2 separate regions of the Mus musculus genome follow, and region 2 is linked to region 1. Evidence: chromatin contacts called from public Hi-C data. All regions are on one chromosome and are shown on one strand. Each heading gives the region's core, a stretch centred on a gene start, on an enhancer-like site or on the middle of the called end of the contact. The rest is flanking DNA. Distances are from core to core; before and after follow the strand shown.

Region 1 (5,711 bases), core at 1,426-3,925:
TGTGAAGGCAGTGTCTCTCATTTCTGCTGCTGTACTGTATACTCCAGGCTAGCTGACCTATGAGGTCTATCTTCTCTGCCTTGTATCGCACACTGGAGTGCTAAGATTCCAAGCCCATGCTGCTGCCGCACCTGGCTCCTATGTGGGTTCCACAGATGCAACTTGGGTCATCAGGTCTGTGCTGCAAGCTCTTTCATGGGCTGAACCATGTCCCTGGCCCAATCATTTATTTGGTTCTAGGCAGGGTCTCATTAAGTTGCCCAGGCTAGCCTTGGGAAGTAGCTGTATAGCCCGGATCTTGAACTTCTGTTCCTCCTCCTTCTTCGGCTTCTCAGAAGCTGAGATAATTGGCCTGTGTCCTCATGCCTGTCTCTGTGAATCAGTACCAAATCCCTTGCAATGCTTTACACTGGAAGGGACTTTATTGGAGACAAAGAAGAGTGCTCTTGGTGGCATTCATGGGACAGAGGCCAGGTGTCCCAGCTGGGGTTACTATTGCTATGTGACCAAAGAGGCCTGGAGAGGAAAGGGTTTATTTGGCTTACCCTTCCACGTCGCTGTTCATCATTGGAGGATGTCAGGACAGGAACTCAAGCACGGCAGAAACCTGGAGGCAGGAGCTGATGCAGAGGCCATAGAGGAGTGCTGCTTACTGGCTTGCTCAGCCTGCTTTCTTATAAAACCCAGGACCACCAGCCTAGGGATGGCACCACCCACAGTGGGCTGGGCCCTACTCTATCAGTCACCAAATAAGAAAATGCCCTAAAGGCTTGCCTACAGCCTGTAGGGCATTTTCTTAGTTAGGTTCCTGCCTCTCAAATGAGTTTAGCTTGTATCAAGTTGATATAAAACTGGCCAGCACACCAGGGTCATGATGAGCACCAGAGTAAACAAGTTACCATGTGTGAGCTGTTCCGGTTCCATTCCAGGCCCCACAGTGGCTTGTGGTGCCTCCTGAGTGGTCACCCAATCAGGGTTGTTGAGCTGCTAAATAAACCTCTTGGCTTAACAGCTCTTTAGGGCAGCAGTTCTCAACCTGTGGGTGAAGATACCATGCATATCAGATATTTGCGTTCTGATTCATAACAGTAGCAAAATTACAGTTATGAAGTAGTAGCAGAATAATGTTATGGTTGGGGGTCACCACACATGAGGAACTGTATTAAAGGGCCGCAGCATTAGGAAGGCTGAGAACCGCTGATCTAGAGGCTTCCTGGGGAATGAACTAATTGTGCAGTTTACAGCTGGACCATAAGACTGAGACTAAAAGCTGAATTGGGGCCAAAAGAGGAAGAAAGTTCATCCTATACCTAAGGTACTGGGCTATGGGAAGTAGTCTGTGAAGGAGCCACAGAAGGTTCTAGAATAAGATGAGACTTTCTCTCCTGCACTGATGCCATGCAATATTCATGCTTCACTTGCTCCTGGCTATGTCTGAAAGTGATGCTATCACGCCGGGGTTGCAGATGAGCAACTAAGGCTGAGGAGGTGAGCAAGTCCACTCCAAGGCAGAGTGTATCCATCACACCAAGACATCAGTTTCTGACCAGAGAAAGTAAGACTCAATTCCTTTGATCAGGGGAGGAATCAGGAACCCAGTGATGTAGACTGGAGATACTGGAGTAGAACCCTTGCCTAGAATACCCAGTGAGAGCCTTGGGGTATGGCTCTCTGGTAGAGCACCTGCCTAGAATCCCCCAGGGAGGAACTGGGGCATGGCTCAGTGGTAGAGCACCTGCCTAGAATCCCCCAGGGAGGGGCTGGGGGCATGGCTCAGTGGTAGAGCACCTGCCTAGAATCCCCCAGGGAGGGGCTGGGGGCATGGCTCAGTGGTAGAGCCCCTGCCTAGAATCCCCCCAGGGAGGGGCTGGGGGCGTGGCTCAGTGGTAGAGCCCCTGCCTAGAATCCCCCATTAAGGGTCTATGGGCTTCAGGCAATGGTAGTGTGTTTGCCTATCATCTACAAGGTTCAATCCCCAGGAACACACACAACCCCCCCCCCCAACACACACACAACAGTGAAAGAATGATTGGTATTGTCCCACCCAATGAAAGCTCTTCTGCCTTTCTCTCAGCCTCATTCTCAGCTTCATTGAGGTGATTCCTCCACACTCCCCCTTCAGTTTAGCCCCTCAACCAAATCTTGTGTCACAGCTGATCTGATTGGATAATTCTGATCCCAAATGTGGCTTCCTATAGGAGGCTACTGGGTTCTTACAGCCTTCTTCAAGAGTTAGTTCTTTGGAATATCCATCAAGACATGGTGGTGACTAGCTCCAGGCACAAAGGAGCCCCAGTGGAGACCAACATGCCTGCTCTCCTCCAAGGAAATGGGACCAGGTCTGAGCCATGATTCACAACCTCTGTCCTCATGAGGTCATTGGTGACCTCCTCCCTCACAGGCCTGGTGAAGGGACAAGCTAGCCCTCCTCCCTCCTGGCAGGCAGAAAAGTGGGGCCTGATATCTGTACCCTCATCTAACTACCCCCAGAGGTAATTGCTCTGGATTTTCTCTGACATCCTGAGATTTCTCTCCAGGGCTGTGCATGGGCCGAGCCCAACTCACCCTAAGGAGCCAGAGCCTGGAGACAGCTTGATTGCTAAACCCGGACAGTTCCCCCGTATCCCGCCACGACGTGCCCAAGCTTTGAGACAGTGTGAGTTTATGACGCGTCCCATTATGGCTCTTGCACAAACACAGAATGTTGAAATACCCAACGGATGAGGACACTGTTGAAATAACCTGTCGTCTCAGCACTTTCCCTGTCATTAGCCAGTCGTTCCAACCCTCAGAGCCTTGACGGCAGGGAGGGGGGCTGCACCAGGCTGAGAGGATGGGGCTGGGGAGAGGCTTGGTGTGTCCAGCGCAGCAAGCTAGCAGGGAGTCTAGAGTTAGAGGATGCTGCTAGACCTGGTGGTTCAGTCATAGCATCCCAGGAAATCCAGAGGCTGAGGCAGAGGATGGCAAGTTTCAGGCCAGCCTGGGCAACTCAGTAAATACCTGTCTCAAATTAAGAAGTATGACAGAGTGGTAGGCATGTGACATAGTGTTTACCTGGTTTTTGTCAGGTGCTGGGGGCCAAGTTAGGTAGTTAGGTAGGGAGGGGCTGTGGCTGTTGCTCAGTGAGAAAACACTTGCATAGAATCTTCCAGTTGGGGCTGCAAGCATGGCTCAGCAGTAGAGTACTTGCCTAGCACCCACAAGGCCCTGGGTACAATACTTAGTACCTCCAAGTGGGCTCAGTCCCTAGCACTCGGAGGTACTAGACATTGAGCCCAAGGTCCTGGGAATGTTGGGTGAGTATTTGAATCTCGAGCCAAGGCCCTCATCTTCTATATACTTTTTGGGAGGTAGAAATGTTCGAAGTTGCTCGGGCTGGTTTTGAATTCTAATCCTCCTGCCTCAGCCTTTCTACTGTGGGGATTACAGAAATGTACCATATTACCCAACTATACAGCATCTCTTTCTTGCCTACACTACATATTGGCTTATTGAAAATTGAGAAAAGGGTTGGAGAGGTGGCTCAGCGGTTAAGAGCACTGACTGTTCTTCCGAAGGTCCTGAGTCCAAATCCCAGCAACCACATGGTGGCTCACAACCACCTGTAATGAGATCTGATGGCTTCTTCTGGTGTGTCTGATGATAGCTACAGTGTACTTACATATAATAATAAATAAATCTTTAAAAAATAAAAGAAAAAGAAAACTGAGAAAAGAGCAATTTCTTCTGCATCCCTAACCCCTAGCTTTCAAAGTTAACAGACAACGATGCTGCACTTATCAAATTCCGGAAGGTAGCCCCAGAAGAGTGTCAGAAAGCTGAGAGTCTGTGGGCTTTGCTTGCTTCCTCTGTTGTCCTCCTTGGGTCCCAGAAAGGAGGCCTTAAATGTTCTCTATCTTCGTATGGTTTTCTTTTGTGTGTGTGTGTGTTCTTGTTGGTCTAAAATGTTATTTTATTCATGTGATTTTAAGACTTATTTATTTATTTACTTACGTATTTGTGTGTGTGTGTGTGTGTTGGGAGCAGAAGGAAGTATGCACACATGTGTGGAGTCACCTTCAGAGGTTACAGGAGTCAGGTTCCTCTGGAGCTGGAATTTCAGCCTGGATGCTGGGAACTGGACTCAGGTCCTCTGCAAGATCAGTGTGTGTGCGCTGAGCTTTCTCTCAAGCCCAAGGTTTATTTCTCAGTGTGTGTGTGTGTGTGTGTGTGTGTGTGTGTGTGTGTGCACATGCACACGGGGGAGGGGACTAGGGAGCAAGGTATTTGCACACAAGTTCAGGTGCCCAAGGAGCCAGAAGAGCTGGGATTATATAGGTGGCTCTGAACTACCCAGTGTGGGTGCAGGGAACCAGACTCAGGTCCCTGTAAGAGCAGTGTACTTCCTTAACCATAAGCCCAGTCCAATGCTTATTTTTTAATTATGAGACAGTCCGGCTGGAGAGATGGCTCTAAGGTCAAGAGCACAGGTTGCTCTTCCAGAGGATCGGAGTTCGATCCCCAGCATCCATGTGATGGCTCATTACTGGCTTAAACTCTAGCCCCAGGGGATTCAGTGACCTCTTCTGGCCTGTGCACAGATACACGCAGGCAAAATATCCCTGCCTAGAAAATTAAGACACAAACACACATACACACTATATAGTCCAAGCTAGACTTGAACTCATGACTCTCCTGCCTTAGTCTCCCCTCACTGGGATAACAAGACTGAGGTACCAAACCCGACTTGCTGTAGATAAATTTCAACCATCCAATCGGACTGCTTGTTATTTCCCTGTTATTGTATAAGCTGAGGCTAAATGCGTATATCTATTTTGGAAATAGAATTATGTGGCCCCTGGTTTGGGATCCTACCTTGGACCCTCCATTGTATGTTTGATAATTCTTCATCTTCTTTCTTTTGAAAACATTCACTAACTTATTGTGTGTTTGTGAGTGGGCAATCTATGGAGTTGGTTCTTTCCATCTGACATGTGAGCTCTGGGATTTGAACTCAGATTATCAGGCTTAGCGACAAAGGCCTTTATCTGCTGAGCCATCCTGCCAGCACCCTGATTTTCCCTAGAAGGGAGAATGTTTATAAAGTGTGATGGCTCATGTCTTTAATCCCAGCATTGGGAGGGGAAGGCAAGAGGATTGCAGTGAGTTCAAAGCCAGCCTGAGCTACATATGGAAACTGTATTTCAGAAAAAAAAAATTCCCTTAAACAGCATGGAGGCACATACCTATAATCCTAGCACTTGGGAGGTAGAGGCAGGAGGACTGGGAGTTAGAGACAAGCCTTTGACTATGGGGGACCCTATATCAAAGGTGAAACAACTGGATCAGAAAAGTTTCATCAGTAAAGGCGACTGTTTCACAAGCCTAGAGACCTGAGTTGGATCCTTGGATCCCATGTAAGGATGGATGGAGAGAACTAACCCTTCAAGGTTGTCCTCTAACCCACACAAGTGTACCGCGCTCCCCACACACAGAAAAACACACACAAACACACATACAAGCATACACAAACAAAAACACCCCCATACACATACACACACACACACACACACGCACACACACATATACACACAAACAGACACAAATACATACACACGCGTGCACACACACATCAACAAAACATAAGCTCTGTTGAAGAGTGTATTTTGAGTCCAGGACCAGGTCTGCACTCAACAGGAGATCCTGCCTCTGCCTTCTGAGGGCTGGTGCTC
Region 2 (5,711 bases), core at 1,232-3,731, 420 kb before region 1:
CCATTCTGACAGGGGCAAGGCAGTATCTTTTTTTTTTTTTTTTTTTTTTTTTTCCGAGACAGGGTTTCTCTTATAGCCTTGGCTGTCCTGGAACTCACTTTGTAGACCAGGCTGGCCTCGAACTCAGAAATCCTCCTGCCTCTGTCTCCCAAGTGCTGGGATTAAAGGTGTGTGCCACCATGCCCGGCTGCAAGGCAGTATCTTGAAGCAGTTTGAATTTGCATTTTAAAATAGCTATTGGTCATTGGTGTTTCCTTTCCTGCAGGAGTCACTTCTCTTTGTTTGAGGTAGGGTCTCCTGTATGTCAGGCTGGTCTCTAACTGCTATGTGCCAAGGTATTTTGCCTGCACGTGTGTGTCTGTGTGTTACGTGGATGCAATACCTGAGGAGACCAGAAGAGGGCATCAGATCCTCTTGACCTGGAGTTAGAGTCAGTTGTGAGCCACCTCAGGGGTGCTGGAAATCAAACCTAGGTCCTCTGGGAAAGCTACGAGTGCTCTTAAGCAACTTGCCACCTCTCCAGCAATTCCCCTCTTACTGAAACAGCATCTAGATAAGTAGCCCAGGAAGGCCTCAGACTTCCTGAGTGCTCCAATTACATACATGCCTGACTTATTCATTCTCTCTCTCTCTCTCTCTCTCTCTCTCTCTCTCTCTCTCTCTCTCTCTCTCTCTCCTTCGCAAGCTCTCTCGCTTCCTGAGATATATCTAAGGTAGCCCAGGCTGGCCTCAAACTCACTATATAGCTGAGGGTAACCCTGAACTTCTGATCTTCTTGCCCCTAGTTCTGAGTGCTAAGAGGACAGGCATTTGTGATCACATCCAGTTTAACATGGTGCTGTGGGTGGAACCCAAGGCTTTGTGCATGCCAGGCACCCACAGAACTGCATCCCCAGACATCGCCTTCCATTTGTAATTGGCACAGACTCTGATCACACTCTCTTCCAAACCAAACTCTCTGGCCTGGCATTTGGGGCCCTCTCCACCTGCTGCCCCGTGAACTTGCAGCACCCCACCCCCAGCCTCAGGACCATTAGGCAGAACACATACGGTCCCAGGGCTCAGCCCAGCCCTCTATGGTTGACCACCATGCTGCAATGGCTTGGTCTGGCTGTCTGCCCAGTTGTCCCACGAGCCTTGCCTGGCACACAGCCAGGGTTCTGAAATGCCCATTGAGGGACAAACGAAGACACCTAAGAGATGCCCCTGCCAGCTGTGCCACTGCTGTGGTCCCTGTGAGTGACAGGCATGAGGGTCTGTCTTGCCTCAGTGTCCCACTACATTAGAGAGAGTCCTTTATTGCTTGCGCTCTTTCTGCTGTGACCTTTGGGAGAGGGGAGGGGTTACCTTATTGCCTCCCACTTGTTAACTCTTGGATCCAGTTTAGCCTGAGGACACCACAGGGGGCTGCAGAGATGGAGAAAAGAGAGCTTCCAGCTCCTGAGTTCAATTCCTGGCACCCAAGCAGGTATCCCACAACTAACAGTGACTACAGCATCTAGGGGATTTGATGCCATCTTCTGGTCCTGGGCATGAACATAGCCATATACTTAAATAAAAACAAGTCTTGGAGGGAAAAGGGGGGGATCTGACACGCCCCTTCCTCATCCTCTTCTTTTGGCAGCACTTGGGCTCAAACCCAGGGCATTGCACATGCTAATGCTCTATTGAGTCACACCCCAGCCCCTTACTAGGGGATCTTGGCAGGTGCTCTATCACTGAGCCACGCTCCAGCCCCTCACTGGGGGATTCTAGGCAGGGGCTCTACCACTGAGCCACGCCCCCAGCCCCTCCCTGGGGGATTCTAGGCAGGGGCTCTACCACTGAGCCACGCCCCCAGCCCCTCCCTCACTGGGGCGCTCTAGGAAGGTGCTCTACCACTGAAGCCCTTCACTGCTATCTTTAAGGCAGGCACTCTCTCTCCACTCGCTTATATTCTAGGCCTCAATTCTGAAAAGCTGACAGAGCTCCAAACATTTACTCTCAGGTCCCTTCTCTCAAGGTAAGATGGAGGCCTGTAACTGACTTAGCAAAGTGGGCCCCCAGCCACAACCAACTGGAGCTGCTAAAAGCTGACTTAGCATTGTGCTTTGCATTTCTCCCTTACGCGTGCTTAGCAGTGTGCTCTGTCATTTTCCCGGCAGCTGCAACCAGCAAGGCTCTTGGAGCCACCGCAGGGTACTCAGCTCCCCTTATGGGGAAGCAGCTGTGGGTGTCTCGCCTGACGCTCTGGAGTCTCTAGCTTTTCCGGGCCTGTGATGTACGCTGCCGGCTCGGGCCCTTCAAGGGCAGGGGAGCCCTAGGTCTGTGGGTCTGACTTGGGAAGGAGACATTAGCCTGTATCTACAGGACAAGAGTCTTTCTCAGAGGTGAGCAAGCTGGGGGATGTCAGCTGTGGCTCTGCTTATGGGGAAACATGGGATCTCTCGAGGTCATTTCTCAATCATCTGCGTCATAGCTGGGACACCCCGTGTCTCCACTTGCTCAATCCTAACAGGCTAAGGTGGGGAATTCCTGCCCCGACAACCCAGTCCCTCCTGGAAGGCCTTCATTGACTTGCCCGAGGACACCCTTACTGTCCTAACCAGGACGCAACATCTCAGCAACCCCACGCCCTCACTCGACATACAAACCATTTATCATGGCTACTGTGAGTGTCTCATCTCCCCTCCCTGCCCTTCATTTTTTGAGACGGTGCCTCACGTAGCTCAAGCTGGCCTTAGATTTGCCATTTAGCTGAGAATGGCCAGGAACTCCTGATCCTCCTACTTCCACCTTTGAAGTGCTGGAATTCCGGGCACGCACTACCACATCCTGTTTATGGGGTCCTGGGGATGGACCCAGGAAGTCCTAAAAGCTACTTACAAGCTCTTTACCAAATGAGCCACATCTCTGACTCTGGTTTCATTCCTCAAATTATCTCTCTTTTCCAGTTCCCTTCAGTCTGCCCCTCCATCCATGCCCCGCCCACAGCTGACTCCCTGAGTCGGGCTCTTCATCCCACCTGCCTCCTGTAAGATCTGGCTTAGCAAGCCTGTGGCAGTGTGGCAGTTCCAGATCACAGGGAGACCACTTCCTTCCCAGTGGTGACAGCACAGTAGAATGACCACAGGAGAGCAGGGGGTAGTCCCTAAAACAGGCTCTTTAATAATGTTTGTCTTCACTGAAGAGCTTGGCTTTTCCCCCCAGCATTGGGCTGGGGCTGGTGGGCGTGGCAGGCTGTCCTAGGCTAGGCAGACCACAGCCTGGTCAGGTTATTGGAGTATGTGACCCAACACTGGTGGGCAGGGCCTGAGGTTGCTAGGAATCAGTGGGTAGGCCTTCATGGGCTTGATAGACGTGGCTTGCTGCCCTTGAGTGAAGCAGGCAGCCAGTGGGTAGGCCATGCCACTGTAGGAGTAACCAACTATCAGTGGCCAGGGCCTGAAGTCACCAAATGTGTTTAGTTGTCAGTGAGCTAGCTGCCTGTTATGGATTCGGTGGCCCTTATAAAAATAGCTGCTAATGGGAGTGGCCATCCACCAGTGGGTGGGGCCTGAAATCATTGGCGGGCTATCATGATGTTTGATCGACTGTGGATATAGCCTTGGCCTGCCACACATGGTCACAGTGGGCCCCTGGGGTCTGAAGTGGCTAGGCTGGCCAGCTATTTTGGCCATGCTAGACCATAGGTAGGTGTATTTAGCCATTCATTAGGTGTTGCTGACCATCGTGGGCTAGCCAGGCTGTGGGTGGGCAGGACAGACAACAGGTGTCCTTGGCCTGCTGTGATGTGCGTGACACCCGTGGGTAAAAGGCATGGCAGCTAGTAAAAGGAGTACTGATTCTCCACAGCACGAGCACGGCCCAGCGTGGCCTCTGTGGGCTCCTCAGTGGCTCCAGATGCAGCATCCAGCAGGTGCTCTGTGCTGTTGCTGCGGCTGTGCGCACTGAGCGGCCCCTCGGCTGGGCGTGGGGGCAGGGATGTGGCAGAGGACGATGAGCCGGATGAAGACGAAGCTCCAGCGCCATTGGACGGTGAAGCGGGCGGGCAAGTGGCCGTGGCCAGGCTGGAGAAGTAGTGCTGGCCAGCCGGCTCCGTCCAGCAGGCTGGAACTGGGGCCGCAGTGTTGGGCGCTGGTCCTGGATCTGTAATGAGAGGGCATGCTGGTCAGCATCCAGCCCTGGGTACCTGAATTCGATCCTCCAAAAAGGGCCAGTGTTCAGACAGGCGTGGGGAGCCCAGGGAGGGATGGTGTGGTCCAGAGTTTACCGGGAGTCAGGTGATGCTGTACACTCATCCTTTCCAGTATAAGCTAGGCACCCCACCAATACAACGCTCAAAGGCTGGGTACTGAACTCTAACCTTACAGGGCTTACGGAATCCACCCAGAATATCCAAGAGAAGGGTTTTGAGGGCTGAGTCTAACATCCCATGGTCTTTATGTCACTGTATTGCAGAGAATGGTCTTGATTCCCCCGACCCTCCTGCCTTTACCTCTAGAAGGCTGGGATTACAGGAGTGCACCACCACACCCAGCTTATGAGACGCTGGGGATCAAACCCAGGCCTCGAGTACACTAGGCAAACCGTCTATAGCCTGAGCCATATTCCAGGCTCCAGACAGTGGCATCTTACCAGGAGGCGGGCCCTGGGCACGCACATAGCTTCTTAGGGTGATATCAGCCGATCCTCCTGACTCCAGGGGGATGGGGTGGGTGTGGAAGTGACGGAGCATATCAAACACGGACTGGAACCACAGGTGCTGGACATGACACTGGCCGTGACCGTTCAGAGAAAGGCGGAGGTGCTGTGGGCACAGATGGGAGTGGTCAGTGGTGGGGTCCTGGGCCAGCTACCTGCGTGGCAAGTGCCTTTGGTGGTTGCTGGGACTCCATGCATCGGCTCCATTGACTCTATGGGACTGTGTCATCCTTAGGGGTCCTCACACTGAGCCTCATCTGAAGGTGGGGCACTCCTGTAGTAGGTAATGGAGGTGGGCACAGTAGAACAAGAACTAGGGCTGCAGATATCTGCCCTCACACTAGAATCTATCTGTCTGTCTTTCTTTTCTTCTTCCCTCCTTCTCCCCCCTCCCTCTTTTCCAGTCAGGATTTCTCTGTGTAGCCCTAGCTATTCTGGAACTCATTCTGTAGACCAGGCTGACCTCGAACTCACAGAGAGATCTTCCAGCCTCTGCCTCCGGAGTGCTGGGATTAAAGGTGTGTGCCATGTGCTACCTGCAATCTTTCTTTTTGAATATTTGTTTTGTCCTCATGTAGCGCAGAGGTCTGGAATGATATAGAATGTGCCTCTTAGCAATGACTGGCTCCTCTTTGTGTCTCCTGAGTTTACCTGGGGTAGAGGTCTCAGTGTAAGGGGCCTTAGACCTGTGGTCTTGAATAGTGGGCCACATGTGTCTGGTGTCAGCCCAACTTATCCCACTATGAGACAATAGCAGCCCCACTAAGTGAAGGCTGAAGGTCGTCTCATCCCCGCCCTGCTCCCCTTCCTCTTCCCAGGCCCCGGTGGACAGGACACCATCCTAGCCCCAAACTTGGGAATGTGTGAGTGAGATTAAGCCCTCTAGGGTTAGCAGTGCTGGCCAAGATGTCAATTACCAGCTACCAGGAATGACATTGTCTGGCAGTCAGAGGAACTGACAAGGTGATGTCCCTAGGGAGACTCAGCCTCCTCCACACGTACACATCTGGGCCAGCACTGCCAAGAGC

The links. A called contact is a pair of places that touch in the nucleus more often than the background predicts.
Region 2: a contact with region 1 is called in a Hi-C map of bone marrow-derived macrophages, with 19 read pairs. The contact joins two enhancer-like sites. A contact is called at or near these places in 2 of 484 Hi-C or Micro-C datasets (bone marrow-derived macrophages and embryonic stem cells), 2 of 115 datasets of contacts at active chromatin or transcription factors (embryonic basal ganglia and embryonic stem cells) and 1 of 9 other capture datasets (embryonic stem cells).

What each region holds. Positions count from the first base shown.
Region 1 is chr5:136,639,711-136,645,421 of GRCm38.p6, forward strand. All of the region lies in intron 2 of Gm38722 (a long non-coding RNA gene), which reads left to right. Among named protein-coding and RNA genes, the nearest start is that of Gm38722, 10 kb to the left of the region's middle. Within about 2 kb of position 2,676, at least 54 of the 459 cell types and tissues checked have an H3K27ac peak or open chromatin away from gene starts, as enhancers often do. A contact at or near this core is called in bone marrow-derived macrophages, where this site is marked.
Region 2 is chr5:136,215,025-136,220,735 of GRCm38.p6, forward strand. It overlaps Sh2b2 (SH2B adaptor protein 2), which reads right to left. Exons shown (of 9, transcript NM_018825.4): 8 at 4,618-4,789; 9 at 3,125-4,128. The coding sequence ends at 3,806. Among named protein-coding and RNA genes, the nearest start is that of Prkrip1, 19 kb to the left of the region's middle. Within about 2 kb of position 2,482, at least 67 of the 459 cell types and tissues checked have an H3K27ac peak or open chromatin away from gene starts, as enhancers often do. A contact at or near this core is called in bone marrow-derived macrophages, where this site is marked.